2 separate regions of the Xenopus tropicalis genome follow, and region 1 is linked to region 2. Evidence: chromatin contacts called from public Hi-C data. All regions are on one chromosome and are shown on one strand. The core of a region is the stretch at or near the end of the contact, and the rest is flanking DNA. Distances in the headings are between cores, read along the strand shown. Region 1 overlaps phldb1 (pleckstrin homology-like domain, family B, member 1). Region 2 holds the start of phldb1 (pleckstrin homology-like domain, family B, member 1).

Region 1 (3,700 bases), core at 1,175-3,674, 40 kb after region 2:
GACTTTTTTTTTTCCTCATTGAAATGCACTGACTGTCGGATGAAGATGCAGGACCTAAACTCACCATCCGACTATCTGATCTGACTTTACATTTCAGCTGTGGAGATCATATTTTTTAGGATCCTACAAAATCTTGTGGTGGTGCATGACAAGATCAGATGAAATCTGACCCTGTGAACTTCACTATAGGGGCACTGGAGATCTAAACTCCCGTATGTACGAGACCTACCGTAAGTCATACAACAGTGAGGAGCAACACTTTAAGAGAGCAGATTGAAGTACAGGTCTGCCTTGCAGAAATTTGCAAAGAAACTAATTTCGTAAGGTGGGCACAGGTTGCTTATATTTCTGCACCCATATTTGCACTTAGCACTGCTCTTACATTTTGGAATTTAGCCTTCTGTTAAGGATGCACCAGATCCAGGATTCAGTTTAACTTTTGGCTGAATCCAAGCAGTTTTTGCAGAATCCAGATTTATCAAATTCTTATAGTTTAGATACGGTTCAGCAGAACACTTACCCTAATAAAATGCACTAAGTTTGCCAGTAAAGGAAAACTTGACCCCCAAACAATGTAGGTCTCTATAAAAATACAGTATATTGCATAAACAAGCCCATATGTAAAACCCTGCTACATCTAAATAAACCATTTTCATAAAAATATACTTTTTTAGTACAGGTATGGGATCCATTATCCGGAAATCCATTATCCAGAAAGTTTTGAATTACGGAAAGTACATCTGCCATAGACTCCATTATAAGAAAATAATTCAAATTTTTGAAAATTGTTTTCTTTTTCTCTGTAGTAATAAAACGGTAATAAAACCTTGTACTTGATCCCAACTAAGATACAATTAATCCTTATTGGATGCAAAACAATCCTATTGGCTTTATTCAATATTTAAATGATTTTTAGTAGACTTAAGGTATGGAGATCCAAATTACGGAAAGATCCCATATCAGGAAAATCAGGTCCAGGTCCTGAGCATTCTGAATAACAGGTCCCATACCTGTAGTATGTGCTATTGGGTGACCATTAAATGTTGATTTTTGCTATAGATTACTGCGCCTGGGCAAACCATGTGTTTTAAGCTGGCCATACACGTGGCGATCTGACGATGTTTCGTGCGAACATCGTCAGATCCGCCACACACAGTCAGGGCTGAAACAGCAGATAAGGAGGTAGAAACAACAGGATTTCTACCTCCTTCTGCCGATTCAGCCCTGACGGCAGATTTTGGTCAGGCGCCTTCTATGGCGCCCGATCAAAATTTTCTAACCTGGCCGATCGGCGAGTCGTCCGATATCAGCAGCTTCCTGCGATATCGGTCGACTCGCCGACATGCCATACACGCACCGAATATCGTACGAAACGAGGTTTCTCAGCCTGTGCTTAAAGGGGAAGGAAAGGCAAAGTCACTTGGGGGTGCCAAAATGTTAAGCACCCCCAAGTGACTTTAACCGCTTACCTTGTACCCCGGGCTGGTGCCCCTGTTAGGAGAAAATAGCACCAGCCCGGGGCACCTGGAGCGCAGCGCTTCCTCCTTCCGCTTTCCACTTCCTAAACTGCCGGTGGCCGGGCATGCACAGTAGAGCGAAAAAGCCGACTTAAATGTTTAAGTTCGGCTTTTCACTCTACTGCGCATGCGCGCGCAGCGAAGCCGGAAGGAGGAAGCGCCGGCAGCTACCCCGGGCTGGTGCTGTTTTCTCCTGACAGCGGCACCAGCCCGGGGTAAAAGGTAGGCGGTTAAAGTCACTTGGGGGTGCCTAACATTTTGGCACCCCCAAGTGACTTTACCTTTCTTTTTCCTTTAACTGCAGGCATAGAATCCGCTCTTTGTGGTGTTAGTTTTAAATGTAAATATGCAAATTTGGTGCATTCCTACCTTAGGGTAATGTCCTATGGGTAACACAAGTCTCCCGCAATAAATGTTTGCTACGGTGGGCGACTAATCTTCCCGAAAAGCCTTTCCATCCGCAATAAAGGGAATCTGCTACTTTGTCAACCTCACTAAACAAGCAGATCTTAATGCATATGGCCAGCTTTAGGATACATTCGAATCTGTCAAAATATGTTGGGATTTGAACAAAATTCTTAGCCAAACACTGGTCCATAATCCATAATTATTATCCTTCGCTACTGTTAGTGTTTCCTTGTATGTGCCAATCAGGCCCTTTAATAAACAGAATCAAGCTGTACAAAAAACTGTAACCTGTAAAACAATTGGCTTGTTTAGTCTCCTCGTCTCTTGTAGTTTGGTTTAAAGCAGAACCAGTCTGACATTCCTGCAAATTCCTGCAAGTTAGACTCATGTGTTACTAATATAAAATGTGGGGTCTGACTCACACTCTCGTACAGGGTAGAATCAGATTACAATCTGACTTTCATACACTGCTACACTGAAGAATCAGATTACAGAGAAAGCAAGCACGGCAAGCCAATCAAACGGCAAGGTACTTATCTCGTTGCTTAGATCCATTACCGGTTCATAGCTCTCAGTGGGGCCAAAGCACCTGTTTGGTAACCAGTTCCTTTTCCACCAAACAATGCATTATATGCAGCTATGATTTCAGTGTATTTTGCTTTCATGCAAAAACTGAATAAATCATTCACTCCATATCTACATTACTGTTACCTATCTTAGTTCTTTTAAACAGTAAGGAATAAGCAAAACCACATTTTTTCATAAGAAAGCCAAATAAATCATCCACATTAAAAATGTTATGGCCGAATAGGTGTTGGTCTGTAAAAACAGACTATGTTTGTACAAGCTGTTCATAACAATGTGTTTTTCATTGCTTGCTTTGTTTTAGCTACAAACATGTTGTTTGTCTTCTGTTCAAGGACTTTATCTGGCTATGTTGGTTGGTTGTAGTTTGTTATCATGGCTTTAACCCTTATTGGCAACTTAGCTAGTCATTTTCAAGAATGGCATACCTGAAATGATTTGGTGCATCGTATTTACAACTGAGAGTATCAGTGGGGAGGGCAATCTGACCACTCCCCTAGAAAAAAATTAAAAACTTGCTGAAAGAGTACACTGCTGGTAATTTTGGGTTATTCCCCGAAAATGCTCACTGATGCATGTTTGAGCGTTAATGCAAGTGCACCGCTAGGGGTACCACAATTAAAGGGCTATATAATGGAAACGTATTTGCAGTGAGCCCATCCATGAGCCCACCCATGATCACCCATCCATGAGCCCACCCATGATCACCCATCCATGAGCCCATGAGCTCAAATTTACATGGGCAACAAGGTGCCCAGTAGAATATTGTGTCCTGAATTAACCATGGGTAATCATGCAGAGTAACCATTGCTGCTAGAACAAGGACAGCCACCATGATTAGGGACAAATGGCAGTCACACACTCCATGCTGTATTGTAGCCTGGATCTGTCAGGATGTGCATTGTTAGAGGAATGCAAGCTTAGCTGCTGCTTGCTCCTTTCTTTGCGTGAAAAGAGATTGTCAAATAAAGGCTAGGTTACAGAGGGTTTTATCATCAGGCCTTAGGGTGAAGACAAATGGAGCTATTTAGTAGCAGTTACTTGTCACGGCTACTAAATGCCAGAAAATACCCTGCCATGGACAGTACTGAGAATTGCCTCTGCTAAAACAAACATGGAGACAATAATCAGTAAATAATCAGCATTGTCTATTTTTGTAGCCATGACAAGTAGCTGCTACTAGTACTAGT
Region 2 (3,664 bases), core at 880-3,379:
GCCAAAGAAGGACTAATTCACAGGGGGAGGGGTGGCAACATTTTAGGAACAGTGAATTAAATGTGTAATATTTTTTCCTGAGCCAGAGCTGCTTTCTAACCATGTACGACAGTGCTATATTGGTAATTATTCCCAGGTATTCCTTGCATACACGTGGGCTTGCACATACTTGCATATACTGCAAGCTTTAAAGGACAAGGAAGGCTAATTCAGTTTTTGGGTATCAGCAGTTTGGGCCTAGGCTTGGGCTTGGGCTTGCACAGAAGTGTAACATTTTCTCTGTTCTTTGTTTTTTTCCTGAGTAAAAGCTTTTTTTTGCTAAAAGGAGCATCGTCCTGGTGAAACAACTGAGCAGTTGGATTCTCTGAGAGGTGCCTAACATTTTAGCAGCCCCAAGTTAATCAAGCTTCCCTTTTCCTTTAATACAATTTCAGTAGTTTGTAGAAGACAATGTATTTGCATGCTGGCTTTCATTGGTCCTGAATTGCTGCTGGTCTGTTTGTTTCCTTGCACAGAAACCTGTGACTGCTCCTATCAATATAGCACATAATAAATAGAGATTTAGTCTAGTCCAGTATAATTTATTAATCTCCTGGTAGCATCAGCCACATATGTTTTGGTCTAAACCTTCTAGCACAGCCATTACAAGCTTTGATAGCAGTGGATATTAAAAGATTTTATTTGTCCTGTTCCAGGTTTTCTTACAGTCTGTGACCAGAAGCTCTACAACCGACAAAAGCACTGTACAACACCATTCTTGTTTTTATAGACTATACCCATAATCATTAAAGAAAGCTATCATTTTGTGAGGATAGGTCTTCTTAGCCCTAGAACTGTCTACCATTCTTAAAGGTTATTAGCCCTAGCACAGTATTCCATTGTGCAGGTTATTAAAGCTCTCAGCATAGATTCTGCCTGATTAGTTCTGTTTGTATAACGAAGAGCTAAACAAATCCGATATGATAAACTTCTGTAAAGATTTCTCTATTTAAAATGCCTAATGAGTACCTTTCTGAATATATTGCCCCCAGTGCTAATATATTAGTACAGGTTGTTAAGAATGTCAGCTAAGAGCTGTGGTCTTGTGGAACTGATTAGTATTGCTGTGGCTAAAGGTAGCAAAATTTTCTGCATTTGGCTTACCATTTTGACTGTTTTAAATCTGAATTAGAATTCAACATATGAGACCATATTTATTGTTCTGTGCTGCGTATTCTTTATAAATTATCCCAGCTTAACTGCCCTTGTATGGGCACTAATGACGGGTCTGCCGACTGACATCTGGCCTGAAATTGGGCAAATCTCGATCGGGCAGGTTTGAAAATTAGTCGGATTGGGGACCGCATTGGCTCGTTGATGCCTATACCCATCATTCCAATTCGATCGTTTGGTCCCAGAGCCAAATGACCGAATTAGCCCAATATCCCCTCCCTTAGCATATCTTAGTGTGTATGGCCATCTTTATTGTTATGTTCAGAAGACCACATTGCAATCATCACTTGTTTTAAAGAAGCAAAAGCATTATCTTGACCTGTCCTTATATGGAGTAGTAGTTAGAGGCAATCAGAGCTGCGACGAGTATGTCTGGAAAAACTTATTGTCATGGTAACCTGGGGATGCATTTTGGCATGGTTTTTTTCTTGAGACCTAGACATGAGGTAATGTCATGTGCGAATACAAATCCTTACAAGGTCTCCACAAATATATAATTAAGGGAGATTTCTTTTTCAGCCAAGAGATTGGGGGGTGGTGAGGAAAATAGATATGCCAGGCAACGATAGAGTGCAGTAGCTGGGTGAGGAAGAGGTTAGACTAGTGGATTTAGAGAAAAGAGGATTTGTAAAGCAGGATATTATGAATAGATATTATAATAGATGTATCTAGGCCAGATAGAATATAAAGAAGGACACCAAGCAAATATTAAAGAAAGATAAAAATGTGTTTAATAATTGAATGTTGTGCCATTTACAAGGTATTACACCTGAGGGCCTGGGGACATTCTGTACTGTAAGTGTCTTTGACTTGGCATTCAGAATGCTTGAACGCTCATAGGCCAGGCAAATGTGCGTGAAATAAGCATTTTAAATATTTCATGTTTTTTAATGTTCCAATTGGCTATAGCAGGTAACATTTTAATTCTGAATATAATTAAGAATGCCATATACACACTATTGTTGGCCATATACAGACCAGTGTCGGCAACTTGTATGGAGCCAAAATGATGGTCTCCCTGAACATTATCTGAGTTTAGTCAGATATTGATTGGTCTTCAAAAAACTGCATTTTACTTTTTTTTACTATTTTACTTAGGCTACTGTCCTTTCCTGATAAATCTGCACAGAGCTTCATGTGATTTTGTTATTATCTAAACAATTGGGTAAGACCCTAACCCTTTTGCAGGGTTTACTCTTTTCTTAATGGCTGTAAAATAGAAATTTACACCTAAGGTTTTACTCTCGGTCTTTTGGTAAATATTGGTTTATGAAGGGACATAAGGGCTATTAGTTTACTTTATTTTTTCCACACCAAAATTAGTGGAAGTGATATTGGGCATAATAGCTATGAAAATAAGATTATTAAAAATATTTGGACTGTGTGGTTACTACTGGTCTAGTTTCATTTTGTCCCGAACTGAACACTCTCTGTGACCTATTTCATTTCTGCATATAAATATTCATTTATTGTTACGTTGAGCCCCTCACTGTTTCTCCTTGGTCACTTATTGTAACAGTAATATAGCATGCTTTGTATAACTTTAAATGTATTTACATTTATTTTTGTTACCCCTCATACACTTACTCATTTTTCTGTGTACCTCCACCCCCAGTTTCCTGGATGTGGAATGCTTCCTCTCCTCCCTCTCTTCCCCTCGCCACATCCTGCCCAAATTACAGAAAAAGGCAGAGCAGTAAGTGAGAGGCATTGATTTAGAACGGGTGGTAACTTTACTTTCCTATAAGTCAACAGGCATGGTGAGCGGCCATTTGGTTCCCCACATTTCAGGGGGGAGATATGGAAAGGTGCTGGGGTCCCCTAACTGAGTTTTACCACAGAATTGCCTGCACTTGCTGGCATCAGGGGAGGGGTGGACAGGTAAGTGTTGGGCGAATTCCTGGTTTGTTTGTGCAAAATGTTAATGTGGGTTTATTGACTGACTGTTCCCTACAGAGAGAAAGTGAGTCACTTTTAATCACATTTATGTATATTCAAACATTCTCTATATATATATAGTCCTGCTCAATATGCAGGGATGCCTCCCACTGTCTTTGTTCTGGAGGGCGAGTATGTGGTACTAATTACATCCTAGTCTCATCTCAGCACACACTGTAATTAGCTGTTAATTACAGGATAAGACTTTAAAAAAAAGAAGTGTTCTGATTTATATGCCTTGTCTTACTTTGGTGCTTTCTTCCTTAAGTTCCAAACTTTTTACATCTGTTCTTTCCAATTTTCTCTAATTAAAGGGCCCCCTGCCAATTTTTTTTTTTCTAATATAACCTTTGTTGTCGTCTTTTGTCATTATCCATTTCTGTCACCCCCTTTCTGCTTTTCTCTGTTTTTCTCCCCCACACTATTTATCTTTTCCCCAACCATGAGTTTTAGCTATAATTGTTAGTCAATGGGAAGTTGAAAACAAATTGTGTAATAGAGTGTTACCACGCTG

Evidence for each region. A called contact is a pair of places that touch in the nucleus more often than the background predicts.
Region 1: a contact with region 2 is called in a Hi-C map of neurula embryo, with 1.7 times the contacts expected there. The contact joins the enhancer-like site here to the promoter of phldb1 in region 2. A contact is called at or near these places in 2 of 5 Hi-C or Micro-C datasets (gastrula embryo and neurula embryo).

Annotation. Positions count from the first base shown.
Region 1 is chr7:80,742,272-80,745,971 of UCB_Xtro_10.0, forward strand. The region is part of intron 7 of phldb1 (pleckstrin homology-like domain, family B, member 1); the gene reads left to right. Among named protein-coding and RNA genes, the nearest start is that of phldb1, 39 kb to the left of the region's middle. Within about 2 kb of position 2,425, at least 3 of the 11 cell types and tissues checked have an H3K27ac peak or open chromatin away from gene starts, as enhancers often do. A contact at or near this core is called in neurula embryo, where this site is marked.
Region 2 is chr7:80,702,734-80,706,397 of UCB_Xtro_10.0, forward strand. It overlaps phldb1 (pleckstrin homology-like domain, family B, member 1), which reads left to right and starts at 2,130. Exons shown (of 24, transcript NM_001130332.1): 1 at 2,130-2,377; 2 at 2,828-2,908.